Regions from separate parts of the Rattus norvegicus genome. Here region 2 is linked to region 1. Evidence: chromatin contacts called from public Hi-C data. All regions are on one chromosome and are shown on one strand. Each heading gives the region's core, a stretch centred on a gene start, on an enhancer-like site or on the middle of the called end of the contact. The rest is flanking DNA. Distances are from core to core; before and after follow the strand shown.

Region 1 (6,414 bases), core at 2,525-5,024:
ACTCACCTGTGAGATGGCTTTGGTTTCCAGAAGGAGGCTCGGCTCTGCCTCACTCTGGTTTCTATCATCTTATCAGAAAGGAATTTGGTGGGGCTGGGGATTTAGCTCAGTGGTAGAGCGCTTACCTAGGAAGCGCAAGGCCCTGGGTTCGGTCCCCAGCTCCAAAAAAAAAAAGAACCAAAAAAAAAAAAAAAAGGAATTTGGCACAAGTAAATTCTCAGAGATGCAGCAGTAGGTGCTCAGGCACTTAGCAGAGCTTACGAAGACAGGATCAGTTACCTGTGGTGAGGTCAGACACCACCCTACTCTAAAAATAGAATAGAGCTAGACATTTATCATATATGCCTGTTTGCATGCTCACATGTGTGGGTGCACATGTATGCGCAGGCATGTGTGGACAAGATTGTGAAGTCTAGAGGTCAATGTCCTCTTCTACCTTATATATTAAGACAGGGGTCTCACCTGAACCTCAAGCTCAGCGAATCAGCTAGTCTCACAACCTTGTGTTCCTCGGAATTCTGTCCTTTTCTGTGGTTGCAGGCAGTCTGCCGTACTGAGCTGGGCTTTATGTGGGTGCTAAAAATCAGCACTCAGATCTTCCTGCCTTCACGACAAGCACTTTATCTACTGAGCCATCACTACAGACTGTCATGTTCATTTTCCTGTGTGTTTTTGCTCCTATATTTACCTGGTATTATTGAGGGTCAGGTGCTTCTGGCAGAAGAATTAAAAAAAACAAAACAAAACAAAAACCAAAGCAAAAAACAAAAAACAATAACTGCGTGGCAAATACCTACTGCAATCTACTTGTTTTATTTATTTATTTCATCATTTTCTCTTTTATGGAAATAGATTTCTTTTCCATATATTATTGTGAAAGACCCCCAGAGAGGACCTTTCCCTCAGGAGGAGTCCCAAGCACCCAATGACTGAGCCGAGTCCACTCAGATGCAATCAGCAAGAGGGTTTATTGGAAAACACAGGTACCTGCGGGCACACAGTCTCTTCGGAGGACTTGCGCGCCCAGCAGCTCCAGCATGGGGCTTTTATAGGGATTGGGGAAGCAGAAGCGGGCATACAGAAGCAGATGCATAGTTACGGGGATTGGTGGATTCAAACGAGGCACATAGACATGTTCACATATGATTGGCTATTTCACATGATGAGGTAATAAGGTATAGCTACACACATTGGCAGGTTTGGGGCGTCCTGGATGTCGGGGGCTGGGGGCTTATCTCTTCCTGCCAGGTGGACTGTGAGTCAGATCTGGTACTCCTGGTCTGTTCTGCATTCCTTTCCTTTTATGGTCTGTTAGTTCTAGCGGCAGGGCGGGGCTGCCTGGACTTGCTTTTCACAGTGTTTAGTCCCGAGGTTGTGAATTTTGAAACATACTCTTTTAACTTCATATTTTTAAACCTTAAATCTGTATAATTTTCCTTTTAATTGTTGGGCCCAGTCCCCACCTACATGGGATGAATTGCTCCTCTAGCTTGTTGTCCAAGGCTGTCCTGTTTTTATCCTGAGAATGTAATCATTTCTGTGTTTCTATTTTTATCCTTAGAATGTAAACTTGTTTTTCTACTGTGCTTCTGGAGTTTTTCCACCAAGGGCTAAGACTGTATATATTGTGTGAACCTTAGTAAAGCTTTTGCATTCTCTTAACACGAATGACCTGAGTCTGTGTCTTCTGTTAAATCCCCCAGACCTACGCCCGGTTCTTGGTACCTTGATGGCCAGGAGGTTCCACTGAGATAGGGAAAGTGAGGAGCCCCTGACAGGATCATTCCAAGAAACCAGCCGGCAAAGTGAAAGGAACGTATTGGGCAAGCTGCGCAGCAACGAACCAAAAGTAGGTTTAGTTTGCAGTAAGTAAAAGGATCGCATCATGGAAACCTCAAGTTCCACGTTACCGCTAACAGATCAGATGGTAGCTCTGCTTAAACAGCAGGGAACAGGGATAAAGGTAAGAACAGCTAAAGAATTTATTAAAACTTTAGAAAAGACTAGCCCCTGGTTTGTTCATTCAGGAGGACTTAATATTCCCGACTGGATACATGTTAAGACAGATTTGCAAAAAACACTGCAGAGAGATGGCCCTGAGAGCATTCCTGTCCCCATGTTCTCTATGTGGAGATTGGTCAAGGATGCTGTCTTGAGTACTAATGCAATGTCAGAGATAGAAAGAACATTCGGAGCAGCACAGGATGATGCCTCTCTTACGTCTTTACAAACCTATGATTCAGCTCAGGATTCAAGCTCAGAGGAGGATGAAGAAGAGAGATTAGATAAAGAAATAGAGGAGCTTAAAAGGAAGATTAATAAGTTCAGGGTTGCTAAAAAATCAGAATCTTGTCCTCCTAGTAAAAATCCCTTCTTTAAAGAAGAGAGAACTACTGCTCCTCCTGCCTATGAACCCTATCCTTCCTTGGTGTTATGGAGAGAAGGCTTCAAGAAGAGGGGTAATTTTTCCTGAGCTTCCCCCTGGATAGGGAGCGGTGTATCCTGTTGTTGAGGACCCCAACGATGCAGGTCAATTTATTAGACAACATGTTCCTCTGAGTTTTAAGGAGTTGAAAAGCCTGAAAGAAGCAGTCTCTGCTTATGGTCCCATTGCTCCCTTTACTTTTGAATCTTATGTTATGTCCAATTTGACTCCTGGAGATTGGCAACAATTATATAGGGAAGTGCTGTCTAGGGGAGATTGTCTCATATGGAGAGGAGAATGTCTGGAGTAGTGTGCCCAGACAGCTTGGATAGATGCTGCTGTGGGATGTGGGGAGGGACATCTTACATGACATGGGAGTTGTGGTTACCACCCTACCAATATAGAGGATGCTGTTCCTCTGATGTTAAGTGTTGGTGATCATGGAATGCTTTCAGCCAGACCAAATACCAAGTATCTCCTGAGCAAACACCCGGTGTCTCCACCGAATGACCTCTTCACCTCCTGCTATCAGAGTACCCTCGTCCCTCCTTCCTTTGTGTTTCACAAAGGTCACTCCCCCTACCTGAAAGCCTTAAAAGCTGTAACGCTCACCCCAATAAAGGAGACCTTGACACGAAAAAAAAAATAGAGGGACTTGTAAGAGCCTCCTAGGTTTGACCCCTGCTGAGCCCAGCTGATGCATGTGGAACCGACACACCTGGGCCACACCTGGGCCACACCTGGGCTGTGGTCAATTCGCTCCTGCCTTTTGCTTTCTCAGCCTTTGTCCTTGAGATTTAGGCTGGTCTTCTCGGATTTCTCCCTAATTAATTTAGGTCTCATAGTCGGTCTTTTGTTACCGAAGTCACGAGCCAGGTAGTCACGAGCCAGGGTTTCCCACTGTGCTTCCCAGATATTTTCTACCTGGAGACTTGGGTATATAAATGGTGAATAAAGCTACAGGAGTCTCTCTCTTTCTCTCCTGGCTTGACACAAATAACCTGTGTGTGTGTGTTTCTTTAATCCCACAGGCTTTAGCCCGATTCTCGGTACCGTGTTGGTGCAGGCATGGGGCACTGACAGTTAAGACGGGGGTAGCTTTTAATTCCACTGCCTCTTGGAATACATCTATCACCTTTGAAGGTTCCCTTAAATTTGAAAATAGTAGGTTTAGTAAAAATTTTAATATCTCTTCCTTCACCTATGTAAGTCCTCCATTTTTCTTTGTGGTTTGGAATGGTACTAATGCTGGAGATAGTCTTGACTATTCTTCACAGGGATATGTGAAGCTGCTGGGGACCAGAGGACTCTGCCCAGGTTGTGTGGGTCCTAGGCATAGTTCCATTGCCTGTTAATCATTCAAGAGAAAATCAACTGATCCTGACTGTCATAAGAGAGACTTTGGCATCAATGCTGTTATTGGCACCTTCTCCTTGGGCATTATTGCTCTTGGAGCTGCCCTTGTCTTTGTGTTTTTGCTTTGTCGCTTGGGCAGAAAACAAGCCCAGAGCCAAGGGGTCAGTTGACAGATAATGTTATTTTTGGTGGAAATCAACCCATCTGCTCAGATATGATTGATGCATAAAAATTAGGCAGCCAAGGATGGGTAAGACCATGGGTGTGTCTGTCAACCTAAGACAGGGGGTCCTTGAGGCCTGGGTGGGCTGCCCAGTGATGGGTAAAGCAGATACTGATGTCCATGAGTCACCTAAGACAGATGCTAATTTATAAACAAAAAAGAGGAATTGTTGGGTCCAGACCCCACCCCTATGGGATGAATTGCTCTGCCACTTGTTGCCCAAGGCTTTATTCTGAGAATGAAATCATTTCTGTGTTCCTATTTTTATCCTTAGAATGTAAACTAGTTTTTCCACTGTGCTTCCAGGGTTTTTCCACCAAGGGCTAGGACTGTGTATATTGTGTGAACCTCAGTAACGCTTTGGCATTCTCTTAGCACAATTGACTCGGGTCTGTGTTTTCTGTTAAATCCCCCAGGCCTACGCCTGGTTCTTGGTACCGTGGCAGTGTAGGTGCTGTCATGTTATATTCTGATTATAGTTTTCTCTGCCCCTACACCTCCCAGTTTTTCCCCACCTCCATTCCCATTTGGATCCACACAGCCATCTAAGGAGTAATAATAAAATAAAACCAAATTGCAATCTATTTCTATGTGTACAAGAGTAATTTGTGGAAACATGTGCACGCACGCACGCACACACACACACACACACACACACACACACACACACACACGCAAGCATACACCAGAGACAGAAACACCAGTGAAATAACAAGGAAGACAAGGGGAGGGAAAACAAAGTCAAGGGGAGGCCTGAGGTCTGAAGAGGGGGCAGGGTAGGACAGACCTTGAGAGGAAAAGGGGTTGCAATGTTTGAAAAATGTCAGAAAGATGCTCATGAATCAATAGAATTAATACCGTAAAAAGAGCCATCCTATCTAAAACTATCTACAAATCAATGCGATCCCCACCAAAATTCCAACACAGTTCTTTCCAGAAATTGAAAGGGAAAATTTCAGCTTCATATGGAAACAGAAACCCAGGATAGCTAAAACAATCCTGAATAATCAAGCCAAGTCACTGCTGGATGCATCACCATCTGCAATCTCAAAGTACTCCAGAACTGTGGTAATAAAAGTAGCGTTATTGACACAATATCAGACACATAGATGGATGGAATCAAATTGAAGGACCAGTCATAAATTCACACATAAACAGACACCTATTTTTTGATTAAAAAAAACTAGAAATACACATGGGAAAAAGACAGCATCTTCAACAAATGGCGCCGTTGAACAGCTGCATGCAGAAGAATCCAAATAGATCTACACTTACCACCCTGCGCAAAACTCATCTCCAAATGGATCAAAGACATTAAAATAAAACCAGATATACACTGAACCCTATAGAAGAGAAAGTGAGGAACAGCCTTGAATTCATTGGCAGAGAATAATTCTCTGGACAAAAGACTGATAGCGTAGGGACTAAGAACAGCAGTTAATAAATGGGGCATCACAAACCGAGAAGCTTCTGCACGACAATTTGGCCCACAGATTGGAAAAGATTTTTATCAGCTACATAGAAAACTTGATATCAAGACAACAAACAACCCAATTTTAAAAATGGGCTACAGGTTGAAACAGAGAATTCTCCAAAGAAGGAACTCAAGTGGAGGAGAAACAAGAAATGTGCAACAGGGATGGAGGGATGACTCAGCAGTCAGAGCACTGGCTGTTCTTCCAGAGGTCCTGAGTTCAATCTCCAGGATCCACATGGCAACTCAGAACTGTCTATAACTATAGTCCCATGGGACCTGATAGCCTTTTCTGGTCTGTAGATGTACATGCAGACAAAACTTCTGTATACACAAATAAATGTAAGGGATGTTCAATATCCTTAGTCACCCGGAAGATACATATCAAAACTACTTTGAGATTTTATCTAATACCAGTCAGACTGACCAAGATCAATAAAACAGGTAACAGCTCCTGCTGGAGAGGATGTGCAGTAGGTGGAGCGTTCCTCCATCACTAGGAGAAGAACATTTATAGTCACTATGGAAATCAGTGTGGTGATTCATTAGAAATATGGGGATTGATCTACTTCAGGATCCAGCTATACCACTCGCAGGCATATACCCAAAGGATGCTTCATTCTACTACAGAGACACTTTACATAGTCATCATGGTCAGAATCTGGAAACATCCTAGATGTCCATCAATAGAAAAACAATATACACATATATGGAATATATATGCACATATGTACAATCTAAATAAAGTTCTCAAATCTCTTGTTGCAGGGATCCAGGTCTGCTTACACAACCTCTGTCACAGGAATGTTTCAGGAATGTCAAGCCCACTTACACCCTCCGGGACACCTAGCCAGTTGTCCGTTCTTATCACTTTTCCAGCTTCTGTCTCCAGCTGTCTGTTCTTATCAGTCTATACCTGCAATTTACAGTTTAGGG
Region 2 (6,414 bases), core at 1,911-4,410, 190 kb before region 1:
AGATACAGGATGTTTTTTCTCTTTCTCTCTAAGGACCTAGAGTGGACTTTAGAACGAATGGGCGAAGTGTAGCCCACGTACCCATTTAGTATGTCTAGCCTGACTGTCCTGGTTACGCCGAACTAAACTTCCTTCTGTTTCGGAGTTGGTAGGATACTGCTTGCTGTACTATGGGCTACATAGCTGGCTCCTTCCCTGTCTGTGGCCACTGACCTCCTCACAAGGGACCTTGTCGTCTACCCCTTAGTCCCTGATAGTCCATTGGCCCCTTTATGCCACTCAACAAGTGGCAGAAGCCCTCTTGGGTGCTTAGAGACACTGCTATTTTATTCCGTTTTCTTGCTTGGGCTCCTTGTAATTCTCTGTGTATATGAGCTCCACCCTGAAGCTTGGCCACACTGAGGAGCAACGTGGGCAGCCCAGGTAGACCACAGTTGGTTGGGTCCCAGAGGCTAGCCTCATATCAAACAACGTACTTGGGTACTCAGAGAAGACCGCTTTTATAAGTGAGAACCACTTCTAGGTCTTTGTGAGCATCTGTAGTGGGGCTGGGAAAAATGATTTGGGAGGAAACTTCTAATTTGCCATATCCTTTGTTGCCAAGGTACTTCTCAAGAATGCCTCAGAAATACTGTGTGCAAGTGGCTTGTTGTAGCAATTACGAGGCAAGAACTCATTTATACTCACCAGTAAATGACCTGAAGTGATTACTGGGAAGGGCAAGATCTAAGACACGGAGGGACTGTCTTAGTCTATTAAGATTGCAGCAACAAGGGGTTGGGGATTTAGCTCAGTGGTAGAGCGCTTGCCTAGCAAGCGCAAGGCCCTGGGTTCGGTCCCCAGCTCCGAAAAAAAGAAGAGGAAAAAAAAAAAGATTGCAGCAACAAAACCAACACAGATTAGGTGGTTTAAATCACTTGAATCACCATTCTGAAGTCTTTTAAGGTCCAAGGTCTAGGTGACAACAGCATTGACAACTGGTGAGGACAGTCACCTTATCTGTAGCTGGTGCCTTTTAGCTTTGTCTTAACCTGGTAGAAGGACATGCCAGTGTCTCCTTGGTAAGTGGTCTCATTCAAGATGGCTCTGCACTCAGGACTATCTGCCTCACTAAGACCTCATTTCCAAATGCTATCACTCAAGTGTGGGTTGAGATTTCAGCATAGGAATGGAGGGTCCACTCAGATGGTGGGAGCAGAGGTTATGGAATGTGGACTTCTAAGGAAAGCAACCAGCATGGTGAACTACATTCCTGTAGCCAGCAGCTCTCTAGTCCCCAACCAGCATGATAAACTACATTCCTGTAGCCTGCCGATCTATAGTCCTGAGTTATAGTTCAACGTTTTCTTCCATTGTAGATTAGAAGGCCCTACTGATGAAAGAGCCCCTGTGGAAAGCCACCAGACAGTGATGTCCCCTGCAATTTTCTGGGAATATCCCTACATGTCTGTTCATCTGTCCCAGATACCCCAGGGCTTCTTCTTAGGTTTGCCGTGGTGTGCGGGTATTATAAATGTGGCAAGTTCGAAGGGGCTGGGGATTTAGCTCAGTGGTAGAGCGCTTACCTAGGAAGCACAAGGCCCTGGGTTCGGTCCCCAGCTCTGAAAAAAAAGAACCAAAAAAAAAAAAAATAAATAAATGTGGCAAGTTCGAAACCCAGAGTGAGCCCTTTCCCTGTTTTCCGCCATTGACTGGTTCGAAGTTTAGAAAACAGAACTCAAGACTAGGGGCTGTACCCTGTTTTAAAAGTCTCTTTTCCTATTATTTGGTTCTTACCTCCTAAATTGAGTGAAAACAAGAGGGAGGTTGAAAGAAAGGATTGAGGCTCTCAATGAATATGAGGGATCTGATACTTCTCACGGGCCTGGGTGACTTAATTTCCTATCTACAAGTGGGCTTAACACCTCATTGTAGCATAAGCAACACTGTAGCGAGTGCTGAGCCTTTGGTGGTTCTTGTTTAGATCCTTAGATGGTTTCATTCCCTGTGTGGCAACACAGTTCAGGTGCGTAAGCCATCTCCATTGCGTCAGCTTCCAAGCCAGCCTGAGATTCTTACTTAAACTCCTTGCTCCTGCTTCGATCTTCAAGAACAGCGACAGAAGAATCTGCATCAGTCACAAGGATGGGCTGTATGCTGTCTATAAAAATCGTTGATGTAGTAGAAAAGATCTTCGACCTTCAGTTAGCACCCTTTCAGAAACAGTCACCCGGGGTTGCTTCCATTTGCTCACAGCAGAGTGCACTATCTTGAGCATGCCCAGTAGGCTGGACTCCGCGTTACTTGCCCACACAAATCATTTCGTGTAAACACGATCATTAGTGTTCTCCCCTAGTTCTCCATGTTGCAGAAGAAAGAATGGCCCAAAAAGACTGTGGAACTCACCCAAGAACAAATAGCTTCTTGGCCACAGAACTGAATTCTCTGTCTGGCACTTTCTGATTCGGGTCTCTGCCTCCAGAGCAGCTGGGGGGGAGGCGAGCAGCAGAGGAGGTCTGAATCAAAGGATTGTGGAAAGGCGATCTGAAAGAAGGGTGCCTGGGAGGAGGATGCAACTTTTTCTTCCCCTGGTTGTTGGTGGGAAGCATTCCCTGGACTTGAAGAGAACGCTCTGGTTCTCTTTTTTGCTACACAGAAAACCCAGACCAGCAAGTTTCTGCTTTCTTGGAGCTCTATTTGAGTCTTTCCGCAACACAGAGGTGGAAAGGGCAGGTATTTGGGATGTGATTACTGCCTCGGGTAGTGGAATCTCTTGTCTGGGATATGAAGGACTGAAGGGGTGGCTAGATGCCTGCTTCCAGTTCTCTTATAGAGAACTGGGAAGTTTTCAGTCTTTCGGAAGTGGCCTGTGGGTAGTCAGATGTGGTCAGGCTGCAAGGCTGCTTCTTCAACAAGATGTTTCCTCCTGGCCTCTCCAGTAGCCTTATCCTAAGCCCATTTGGAAGGAAGGTGTCTTTACCATTGTAGCCAGGGTCTGTCTGCCTGCATATCTGCTGAGAAAGTTCCAGGTTGCAGGGCTTGAGAGCATTTTAAAAAAAAAGTTTGACAATGCTGTGTACAGGTCACACTTGATGTTGGGGTATTTTTTTATTAAACTCTAAATATTACAGTCTAAGATGTGTATGTCCTACATTTAAAAAAATTGAGTTTTCACAGGGGTTCAATATGACTTGCCTGATCAGGGTCACCCCGTGTAGAGCCAGGACAAGCACCCTGGTAAGAGCGATTTTACCAGATAACACTGAATTCAATCCATCGGGACACGCAGGGGTTGGGGGTGGAGGCAGCATTTGGGCTTCCTTGCCTGCCGCATTGCTCCGCCCCCAGGCTTGCTCTTTGTGGACGGACCGCAAGATTCCCTGCATGAACCGGAGCCCTAAGCAGGCACCTTTAACCTTGAGCCTGCTCGCTAGCGACCTCCAGAGGGCCAGGATGGTTTGGGACCGGTATGATAAAGCCCTCTTCTAGTTTTAACGACTCTATTTGCATAACGGAGACCTCGCTTCCTCCCGCCGGTCTGCAGTGCTTTTCTTTCCTCCTTCCCGGACCTCTGCACCCACATCTGCCGGTCCCTCTCTGCTCCCCAGAAGATCCCTTCTCAAGGGGACTCACTCGGAGCTTGAGTCCCGGGCTCTTCTCCCTCGGCCGGGTGAGGTCCGGAGGCACCTGGGGGAGCGGAGTTGAGCACCAGGCTGGGCTGGGGAGCCGCCCTGGCACTGCCCGACCCTAACAAAGAGAATCGGGCTGCGCGCCGCGCGAGCGCTCGGTGGGCTCCGGGGCCGCCGCCGCCTTCCCGGCTGAGAGCGCCGCAAGTGAGTCGGGGCGAGGCGGGCCACGGGCCGGGAGGAAGAGTGCAGGGTTGCGCAGGGAGGTATTCCGTGTTGCGCCGGTGGGAGTCGCCGCCCAGGGCTGGGGATGTCTGTCGCCCGTCCAGGGGAGGGACCGCCTTGGCCTCCCCTGGCAAGGCAGCCTGCGCACCCATAACAAACCCACGTGTGCGGGGCCGCAGGAACCTACACCACCGCGTCTGTATTGTGTAAGGCGTTGCCTTGCAGAGTGTGGGTCCCCTTAGATCTTGCTCACCGGGGTTACAGATCAGGAAACTAAGTCTGGTGGAGGGAGAAGGAGTGCAGGCACCACAACAAACGCACGTGTGCCCCGCCAGGGATCGGGGCGCAGCCATCCCTGCTGAACCTCCTTTGGGTAGGTTATTGTTCCAACGGGTGCGGCGCTTGGAGGCCACCTACTGCTGGGTGGCAAGAGACGTTTCGCCTCGGTGCCCTGTGAAGGGTTGGACTAAACCTGTAGATTTTTAAAGGGGAAAAAAACCCCCAAACAAACAAGAAAGAGTCTACAAAAACTCCCATCTCTCACCCCCAAGTATGCTTCACCCCTTGGCACGGGTTTTGAGGTGAAACGGACAAGTCCTCGCCTCTTCCCTGAGGTTTTCTTAAGAGTCGTGGGTTGAACTAAGGGTCTGTAGGAACCCTTCTAAAACAGACCCTGCCCGACACACCATTGTCCCCATGCTCTGGAGACTGCCTCTGTTGGAGAATCTCGAGCGCCTCCCTAGCCTGCTGAAAGAATAGTTCATTTTAACTAAATCCACCAGTGAGGTCTTGGGTTTCGCTTGCTCTTCGCCTGGGCGCTCCCTGTGCCTAGACATTCCTGGTGTCACTGGTTCCTCTTCACACAAGGCCACCCAGGACCCCTCATCTAGACCGGGGCTTATCGGAGGCACTCGCAGAGGTAGGTCCGCTGTTTGCTGTGCCTTCCCCTTTACTTTCATTCCGTTCACGCAGCGGCATTTTTAGCGTAGTGAGGTCTGGGCTTGTCAGCCCTGAGGATGAGTTGGGGATCGGAAGGGGGCGGTGAATAGATCCTAGGCGACTTGTGCAGGAGTGACAGCATCTTACCTATCTGATGCTTCACCTTGAGTAGTCCCTGTGGAGACTAACCTGCCACTGAAGAGAACTAGAACCATTGTTATTGAAAAAGGTCCAGGCGGCAGCTAAGGAACCTTCTATTTCACTGGCAGGAAGCTAAGGTCTGAGAGTTCAGCCCCTTGAGTGTGGGTCTTCCAACTGCTCGGCCTGCATCCAGAGGATTCTGCGGTTGGCTTAAAAAGCAGTAGCCTTAGGCAGAGCGGAGTGAAACAAAGAAAATAATTCAAACTGGAAGCTGCACCCTTCCATTATGACTTTCAGGAGTTCTCTGCTTAGTGGAGAAGAGAGAGTTGGCATTTCCCTACTTCCCAGCCTGTCCTGCTTCATAACTTTGCTCTGCTCTCCTGGCTGCCCCCTTGTTCTCAAATTGAACCTGGGCCAACTATAGAGGCTTAGATGTTTTGCCTGCGGCGCTAAGAAGCCTTTGTTCCGGCAGAAGCAGAGGCTGTGGACATCAGCCCTGCTGGGAGGAAAATGTCTCTCGTAACCCGCTGCTCCTGAGCCCCTCACTAGAGAACGAAACAGTGTTTTCATTGATTTGATTTAATTAATTTATCTATTATTTAGGAGTCCCGTGGAAGTAATTGCTTTTTGTGTTTAGCAGAGAAGCAGGTCAGTTTCTCCAAAGCTAGCTAGCTGTGGTCTGCGGCTTTTCTGTCCATCCTCTCACCGCCTAGGTGTGTTTACGTTCCCCTTCATTTCCAGGCTGTTTAACTTCGTAATGTCAACGTACAAAACCGCAGCTCTCAATTTACAGGAATAGGAGGAGAGAGTGTATTCTGGAGCCACTTTGAGTGACCGTGGCCTGGGAACACAGATTTAGGTTATCCCAAAATCTATGTTGCAATGTGGAAGCAGCTTCTTGCAATGTTGAGTTTTCCTGAGCAGAGAAAGTCGAGAGTTAAGGAAAGTTTAGAATACATTGGCAGGTGTTGGTATGTGCCACCAGAGAGGCAGGCACATAGAAATTTGGGAAGCTTTTCTATAGGGTCAAGATTCTAGCTGGTGGTATTCTTAGCTTGAGACTGGTTGAAGGTAGTTTCCTGCTAAGTTAGTAGATTCTAGAAGGCTTTTTATATGTTGTCAAAACATATTAGTTCCAACACGGGAGTCAGGGTTGGGGGGTGGGGCAGGAGCTGGCTAAAGAATGGACCAGGATGAGGGAGTGGTGATGGAGTGGGGTGGTGGTGGTCCAAGAAACGGATGTTCTGAAGGACCAGAGCTTAGCCCAAGATAAAGTAATTAGCCTCTGGACCTGCAAAATTCCAGTCTCCAAAGTACTGTAATTCTAAACAGCCAACCAAACTCTGCAGACTGGGATTCCTTTCTGAAGTTTCTGTTCCCAGCCAGGTGAGGTTGTCTCCTCAGGATGGAAATGAAGTTGAGGCTCCCTTTGTTTTCACGTGGGAAAACTTTAAGGACCCGAGAAGAGAAATTACCTGCTCCCTAATACACAGAAACACAGTCA

What was found. A called contact is a pair of places that touch in the nucleus more often than the background predicts.
Region 2: a contact with region 1 is called in a Hi-C map of kidney, with 2.4 times the contacts expected there. The contact joins the promoter of St6gal1l here to the enhancer-like site in region 1. A contact is called at or near these places in 6 of 12 Hi-C or Micro-C datasets (Schwann cells, frontal cortex, kidney and 2 more) and 1 of 1 datasets of contacts at active chromatin or transcription factors (oligodendrocytes).

The regions. Positions count from the first base shown.
Region 1 is chr11:90,963,826-90,970,239 of GRCr8, reverse strand. No RefSeq gene overlaps it. Among named protein-coding and RNA genes, the nearest start is that of Rtp1, 37 kb to the right of the region's middle. Within about 2 kb of position 3,774, at least 2 of the 93 cell types and tissues checked have an H3K27ac peak or open chromatin away from gene starts, as enhancers often do. A contact at or near this core is called in kidney, where this site is marked.
Region 2 is chr11:91,155,012-91,161,425 of GRCr8, reverse strand. It overlaps St6gal1l (ST6 beta-galactoside alpha-2,6-sialyltransferase 1 like), which reads right to left and starts at 3,160. Exons shown (of 3, transcript XR_010056331.1): 1 at 1,777-3,160; 2 at 1,566-1,601. It also overlaps a transcript of St6gal1 not described here.